Linked DNA regions of Hordeum vulgare: region 2 is linked to region 1. Evidence: chromatin contacts called from public Hi-C data. All regions are on one chromosome and are shown on one strand. Each heading gives the region's core, a stretch centred on a gene start, on an enhancer-like site or on the middle of the called end of the contact. The rest is flanking DNA. Distances are from core to core; before and after follow the strand shown. Region 1 holds the start of LOC123403278 (disease resistance protein RGA2-like). Region 2 holds the start of LOC123401845 (ABC transporter G family member 37-like).

Region 1 (4,110 bases), core at 716-3,215:
ATCCTGCATGCCCTCAGCCTTGAAGTACTTATTCAGGCATGTGAAAGCCTTGTTGATCCAGAAGGAGATGGCTGAGGTTGCCACCGACTTCCCGGCAAACACTAGTTCGGTGCTACTAGCCATATATTTTGTGTGTATCTGAGAGGAAGATATTCAGGGGATAATCACAGAATAGGGAGATGCATGTAAACTCTGGAGGAGAAGCTGCAATGGAGAAACAAGTTAAACCTATGGCGTGTATTGATGAAGTTGTTAAGGCCACAATAAAAGCATATGCATAAACACGGGGTACTCACATGCATTAGGGGGCCAAATGTGAGGCAACCAATTCCAATAGGGGGCACAATTGCGTTACGCCTTCCTTGAACGAGAAATTGTAGCACTGACATATTCAACCTGCATCTTCATTGGTCCTCAGCACTTAGCTATCTTGATGGCAACTGGAGTAGAAAAATATGATCGTTGAAACTTCATGGCTAATATTATAATGTTATTTAGTTGTCATGACAGGGATTGAACTAGATGACCAAGTTCATTGAAACCCCCTTTAAGCTTAGGCACTACTCCAGAGGTAGTGCCTATTTAATTTTCATGACAGAAAGTCAGAAACTGCACTAGATGGAGCAGTTTAATGAAACTTTCTTTAAGCCTAGGCACTACTCCAGAGGTAGAGAGCAATCCATTTGCATATAAAAGTAGCAACTTGCATATAGTTGGCCTGTTTTAGCTGAGTCTTGCGACTGCAAATTGTGTTATGCGTGGCTCAACAAGTATGAAGCTCTCGGTCAAAGGGATGGCCTCCCTATACCTCTGATTCCCCTGCTTCCTAGTAGCTGTAAGCCTGAAAAGAATAGGGGTGTTTTAACTAAATACGGATGACAACCTAGAGGGTTGGTGGCTCAGATCGCGAAAGCCGCTTCCGAAGACCACCAGGAAAAGTTCCGATTCACTAAGCATTCTTATTGCGCGGAAGCCTGCGGAAACAGAGGAATGCGAGAGTATATAGAAACGTGGCTCAGCAGCGATCTACCTCTCAATCTGTCAACCTCATTCTTGACGAGGTTAGACAGAATTGGGGATCTGCCGGAACAAGGTGTTTTTCATAGTTTTGTGAGAGATTAGTTTGTATTTTTCATTCGGTGTTATGGTGCTAGCCGGTACCATAGGTTTCTTTGCATTCTAGCTATTCTTGTCACATATTTCTGCCTTCTATAAAAATTTGGTACGCAATTTGCACTCTTAAGAAAGACTAAATACGGGAGAGCACACAAAAATTACACCCAATACGAACAGGGCAGTGGTGTGGTGCTCTTTCAACCCAATACGGGCGATAATGATACAGATGGAAGGATAATCAGCAGTATTATACTTCTGACATCCCTTACGCAATCCCAACAGAAGGAAAAGAAAGCGCAGTTACTTACTATTGATGTTAATACCAAAAAATCTGGAAGATATACCACAGATTCGTTTGAGTTGTCAGGAAAAGAAGAACTAATTTAGCGTGGTTCTGCTGCAGAAAATTGGAGCCCGCCCCCTTCCATATCTGATCTAGCGAATCAGGTATCTGCCTCGCAATCTTCTTTTTAAAAAAAAGGATCATCATCTTCGCCCAATTTGTACATAGTAGCCCAAAAAAAGTAATAAGAGGAACGAGTAATCAAAATCGCCGCACGGTTGCTTAGAACAAAACATTACTTGTAGTACCTGGGCACCGGCATTTGCAGTGGCGCGCTGCGACACAGCAGGTGCGGCTACAGGGCTACTCAGCTCGCGCGGTTGAACGGCGGCCACGGGCCCGTCGGCGCATCCGGGGCGACGATGGCAATGGTGCGGGTTTGGATGGGTTTGTGGATGGTGAAGCTGAACCAGATCCATACACGAGCACATCCGTTACCCACCAGATCCATACACGAGCACATCCATGAAAGTACTATTAGAACGTCCGCACGATTGCCCGCACGTTGATAAAGATACAATCTCTATATATCTTAGAGCATGCTTTAAAAAAAAATGTACTCCCTCCTACTCCTCCGGAAAAGTAGGATCGCACGAAGCGTTCAAGGGAGGCGACGAGGGTTCCCTTGCGCGCCGCCGGTGACGCCTCCGGTTCCCTCTCTCTCCGTCGGCCGCTCCGGCGGTGGGAGGGAGGGGGAACCTCGGGTCTGTTCGCTAGGTGGGTGTGTGGTAGGGTTAGGGGGGAGGGAGACGCCGTCAAGGCCGTTGCGGTGGTGTTGCGTCGGAATAAGTTTCTCCGGCTCCGTTCACGGTCAGGCGAGGCTTTTGCCTTCGTCTAGGAGCCAGCGGGGTTGGGAATCCCCGGATCTCGTCGAGGTCGCGGGCTATGGTGGCTGGAGGTCCATTGGCACTGGCCGTTTGGGTCCTCAGATGGGCGATGGATGCAGGGAGACGAAGACCCTTCTTCTTCCTTGTTGGTATGATTTGCTGATGATGTTCTTCTCCTTCCTCTGCGCTGATGCTGGTGGGAGATCCTTCTTTGTCTGGGCGGATGGCCCGGCCGTGGTGCTGGACCGGTCGGATGACTCGAGTTCTCTTCCTTCCGAAAGGGACACTTTTCGCGGTACTCAAAGCCAAAGATGACGACGGTTGTTGCAGGTGTGTTGGGTTGATGTCCATGCCCTTTTAGCGTTGGTGTCAAGTAAGGAGGAAACAGCGTGGCGGCAATTGTACCATGGTCGAAGATGATGACCTGCTTACGACTGGTTGCAGATCCTTCTGCTGCAGGGGTCTTCTCTCAAGATTCAGGGATGATGACACAGGGCTTCGGAGATCCTCTTGTTATGGTTGTCTTAGGTACTCTAGGTGTTCAAGGTCCTCCATGTTTGTGTTTCAGTGTGCTTGTAAGGGTCAACTTCATTGTATTGATTCATGATATGAATGAAAACAACTCTCAAAAAAAATATACTCCCTCCGTCCCAAAATAATGTCTCGAGCTTGGTACAACTTTGTTCTAGAGCTAGTATAAAATTGAGACACTTATTTTGGAACGGAGGGAGTATATAATATCTTAAAGCATCTATACTTGGCGTTCGGACACGCCTACAATCGTATCCAGATGGTCCCTTATAGCAACTCCAACTGGTCGACCCAAACGGAGGATGATTTTTTCCGTTTCTCGTCCATTTGGGTCGTCCGTCGGCTCTGTGTCCGCCCGGTCTATGATTTGGGTTGGCAGCGCGCCCAACGCGTCGATCCATATTTACCTGGGTGGCCGGCTAGTCGTCGATTTTTAAATATAAACATTTTGCATATTTTTTATAAGCAAATGAAGTTTCACAACCGAAAATAAAATATAGAAAAGTTTTACAAGCCCAATAAAAATTAAATTGTCTACAAAATACACATATTGGTTGCCAACATGATCTCACACATGCTCAATAAAATCATCTTGCAACTGAATATGAGTTTCCCAACCACACATTTCTTCAAATAATGCAAGTTAGAATCCAAAATAAGAGCAAAAGTGTTTGAAAAAGTAGATGCGACGGAGACGTATCAAGCGTCATTTTATTTTGTTGTTCTATGTTAGATGATATTCATAATCTTGTTTCTCATTAAAAAGTTATAAGAATTACCCTTAAAATGTTTGATTTGCATGTGTGATGTGTGTTGTACAACAACAGAAGTGATGTTGTAGTATTTGAATTATCATATTTTACTAGAACGTGGAAAGTTTATGAAATTTTTACACAGTACTGTCGTACAAATTAGTTACCATGTCATAAATTTTCATAATTGTTTGAGATACATAAGTACAAGTTTTAAGTAGATTGCTACACACTGTCTTGTTTAGATAGATTGTTGTCATAGTTTTGTTATCTACTTATCATATAGTTTTCATAGCTTATATTGGTAGATATAAATTGTGGAAATTATAATATACAGTACCTAATGTTTTAAAAATATTACAAAAGCACGGTGAAACGATGATATGACCTATCTCACGAGTTCTTTTCAAGTTTTAAAATTATTACAAAGCACGGTGAAACGATGATATGACCTATCTCACGAGTACCTAATGTTTTAAAATTATTACATATTGATTTACTTTTATGTGTATTGACCTATCTCACGAGTTCTTTTCAAGTT
Region 2 (4,110 bases), core at 485-2,984, 320 kb after region 1:
GAGTCAAGCTTCAAAGAAGCAAAAAAATAATAAATTTTGGAAACATAACATTGATCTTATTTTAAAAATCTTATCAAGACAAAAATGACTGTCAAACCGGGTCTTAAATCGAACATCAGGTTCAAAATATATGAACCATTTTATGTTTGGGCAAAAAAATAAACCTACAGATTTTTTATGGGAGAGTGTGTCGTGGAGTGTGGGTTAGTTTGTACAAACTGCAAGGCTGTCTCCGCAAAAATAATATAGTCCGATTTTTGATCAAAATCTGATCCATTACATTTTTATCTAAGAAAAGATAACGCCCAATTGCTGTCCGTTTGTGTTTGCACGAATCTGGAAAAAAATTGGCAGATTTTTTGTACCACGTAGGAAGGGGTTGGTGTATGGGCGTTTATTAGTTCGTCCACACGCCTGTTTCGCGCACGCAGAGCTCGCGGCTGCTAACCCGGCGTGTGGTGGAACTGGCGTCGCGCCCACACGCCCGTATGTCAGTCAGTTGTCATGTCTTTTCAGTGTTACATGTCAACTGAGTAGAACTGCCGTGCTCATGTGCATGTCAGTTACCATGTCTTTCCAGCGCTATATGGTAACTGAGTGAACTGTCGTGCGCGCATGCCTGTCAATTGCCATGTATTTTCAGTGTTACATGACAACTGAGGGGAACTGTCGTCGTGCGCCCAGACGCCTGTCAGTTGCCATGTTTTTTTGAGTGTTACATGGCAACTAGGTAAAACTGCCATCGCGCGTCCACATGCCCGCACGCCTGTCAGTTGCCATGTCTTTTCAGTGTTACATGACAATGCAGTTGTTCAAACATGACGACTGCAGTTGAGCAACCATATCAACTATAGTTGTCAAGACATGTTAACTGCAGTTAAACAAACAGTTGCCATGGTTCATCAACCATGACAATTGTTGCAGTGGCACGCGGGACCGCGAAGTGACAGGCTGGATGTGCGGATCGCGAGGCAGGAGGCCGGACGTGTGGACGTTAGCAGTTTTGGTCACACGTAGTCATGTGGACTGTTTCTTTTATACACCACATTGAGACATGTGGCAAGACATTCTTAACACCCACACGTGTGAGTAATATCAGAACCCTTCATCTAAGGGGGTGTTTGTTTCCAGAGACTTTTTGGTGTAGGGACAAAAAAAATTCTTTTTAGTCCCATGTGAAACAAACATGAGGGACTTTTAGGGACTAAAATGGGGTACTTTTGGGACCAAAGGAAGAAGTCCTTATGGGAGGGTCTTTTTGGACTTATTTTGGCACTTTTTCCAACACTATCCCTACTTTTAACATGTCATTTAATAACTTCTACTCCCTCCGTCCCAAAATAACTGTCTCAAGCCTAGTACAACTTTGTACTAGAGCTAGTACAAAGTTGAGACACTTATTTTGGAACGGAGGGAGTAGTATATTACTAGGGATAACATGGTCTTTTTACATGTCATTTAATGATCTCTAGTCCTTGTTTAGTCAATGAAAACAAATAGATAGGGACTAGAGACTTTTTAGTTGGGACTAAACAAACAGGCCTAAGGGTCCACAATCAACTGATGCATTGGATGCACAAATTGGATCGGTGCACAGGATATGATCTCCCGTTTGGCACACCTGGAAACACATGCATCCCGTCCGAGATCAGAGTCTACTCTCACTGATGTCCATGGCCCACATCTCATATCCATCGTTTATCCCCAATCCCCATCCTCTCTCTCTCCTCAAATCAGCACCGGGCCACTGTTGCAGGCGTACAGCCCTTGCCTCATCCACTTCCTCCTCAACTGCGCCGCCGCGGCCATCAACGGCGCCTCCATGCCGCCAACACCGCTCGAGCACATCGCGCCGTTCGCCCGCCCCTGGCGAGCTGCGAGCCTTATCCTCCTTCCCATCTCGCCGGGCACGGTCCGCGGAGAGGCTGTAGCGGCACAAGCGGCTGGACAGTTGGGCGGCTGGAGTGGAGGGAGCACTCCTTCTCCACCTGCTCGACTTCGTGCCCGAACCCCTCGGTAACCACATCGTTGTCAACTACTTGGTGCGGCGCGCCATGGACTCGGTGACCAAGGTGCTCGACTGGAGTACTCCGCGGCGAATACCCGGTGACCACTCACCAAGGTGCTCAATTGATTGGTTAAGCAGTGTATTCCAACGTTTTCGCGTAGAAGCTGGCTTGAAGCAGGCAGGCAGGTGTGGATGTATTTCGAGGAGCTAGCTCACGTACTCGTAGCAACAAACACGCCTGCTAGTTTGATCGTTCTGTAGTTCTGTACTGACGGAATTCGGCGAAGCACGCACGCTCTAGAGTCTAGACACGTTGAGGGGCGCGTGGAGCAAGGCCGCCGACTGAGAGCACGGCCTCTGAGTCTCTGACTGGCTGCTGGAGGTGCTAACGAGGGGAGCATCGTGACAAACATGTCTGGGATCGGCGTAGGGTTGATAATGCCCGGGATCAAAGAGGTCAGAATACAGATTTCAGAAATTTAGAATTGGTGGTTCAATTCCGACGAGCTCTATGAGTTTAAGGTTTCAAATAGATTTCACCCACCTAGAAATGCATGCATGCTCTATGCGCCTCATTGGAGGGAAGTACGTATTACTCCTATATGCCAGGTAAATTTTGTGTGTTTTCACCTTTTTCTTGTGTGATGATAAAAGAGTAGTCCCTCCAAGTGTACTTGTGTTTGTTAGTCGACCTAGAAATACGCGCATGCTCTACACACCTGTTCGGAGGGAGTACGTACTATATGCAAGGTGAATTTTGTGTGTTTTGACCTTTTTTTTTATGCGTCTTAGACGTGCGTGCTTTGTTCAGATTTGTTAGCCGAGCTGACAAGAAGGGAGAGGGAAGCAAACCTGACGCCGGAACACGACATCGACGTGTTCATGAAGGTGAAAGCATGTGTATTTCTTTTCCACACATTTAAAGAAAATTTGAAGCAATTTTCTTTAGTCGTATTGACCATGTTCTGATTTCATCTTCTCTCGCTTAGTCACATAAACAACAGTGTAGTATTTTGCTCCAGCAACTTGATCTAACAATATGTCATTTATACCAAGTTGTAAAGTGACCTTATTTTCTTCCTTAGAGTCACATGCTCACATCAACATAGTTTCTGACACATTGAGTACTATCTTACAAAACATCCACTGTTTCAATGTTTCTTAATACATAGTTTCATTCTTGTAGGAATCTACCATCGGAGGCAAGAGCAACATAGTTACAAACTACATAATGCAGGTTTGACTTATGGGCTTTTGGTTCTCTGCGGCTCTTCAACTTTGATAAGTACACTTTCAGTTCACAAATTGAGATTCAAGTTGCTTCATTTGATAGCACTTTATTGTCGTTGCAGATCTTAGGACTTCATATCTGTTCAGATACATTGGTTGGAAATGACATGGCAAGAGGTATATCCGGCGGACAAAGGAAGCGTGTCACAATAGGTATGTTGTATAAGAAGCTCCCATGTTACTTATTGAACTTCCCGTAACAAAAAATGTTATTATTTGAAGGACTTGTATGATTTTGGTATTTAAATTAGAGGATTTTATTCAGTTTCTCAAATGAAGGTCATCTACAAGCGAATTGTCATACCAGATTGGTAGTTGTGATATTTCATAGTAACAGATCAACAGACTTATGCATGCTTGACATACCTAATTGGTTGCAGGAGAAATGCTCATTGGTCCAGCAAGAGCCCTATTCATGGACGAGATCTCAAATGGGCTTGACAGCTCAACTGCGTTTCAGATAGTGAATTTCCTAGGGCAATTGGTCCACATACTTGGGGTTACAGCTGTCATCTCTTTACTTCAACCATCACCTGAAACATATGATCTTTTCGACGATGTTGTGCTGCTCTCAGAGGGGCATGTTATCTACCAAGGGCCCAAAGAGAATGTGGTTGAGTTCTTTGAGTCCCTAGGCTTCCGATGTCCCCAGAGAAAAGCTATTGCAGACTTCTTATTAGAAGTAAACATCTTAGCTTCACAAATGTCAAAAAATAATCTTAAGTCATAGAATATTTCTCACATTATTTATTTTCTTGCATGACAGGTCACTTCAGTTAAAGATCAGAAGCACTATTGGATAAGGGATGGTG

The links. Hi-C and Micro-C count contacts between places; a contact is called where the count stands out from the background.
Region 2: a contact with region 1 is called in a Hi-C map of seedling, with 5 times the contacts expected there. The contact joins the promoter of LOC123401845 here to the promoter of LOC123403278 in region 1. A contact is called at or near these places in 2 of 6 Hi-C or Micro-C datasets (leaf and seedling) and 1 of 1 datasets of contacts at active chromatin or transcription factors (embryo).

Annotation. Positions count from the first base shown.
Region 1 is chr6H:48,663,421-48,667,530 of MorexV3_pseudomolecules_assembly, forward strand. It overlaps LOC123403278 (disease resistance protein RGA2-like), which reads right to left and starts at 1,966. Exons shown (of 5, transcript XM_045097233.1): 1 at 1,708-1,966; 2 at 297-440; 3 at 1-204. The coding sequence starts at 123.
Region 2 is chr6H:48,983,037-48,987,146 of MorexV3_pseudomolecules_assembly, forward strand. It overlaps LOC123401845 (ABC transporter G family member 37-like), which reads left to right and starts at 1,735. Exons shown (of 19, transcript XM_045095701.1): 1 at 1,735-2,122; 2 at 2,820-2,896; 3 at 3,195-3,245; 4 at 3,361-3,451; 5 at 3,679-3,980; 6 at 4,065-4,110. The coding sequence starts at 2,891.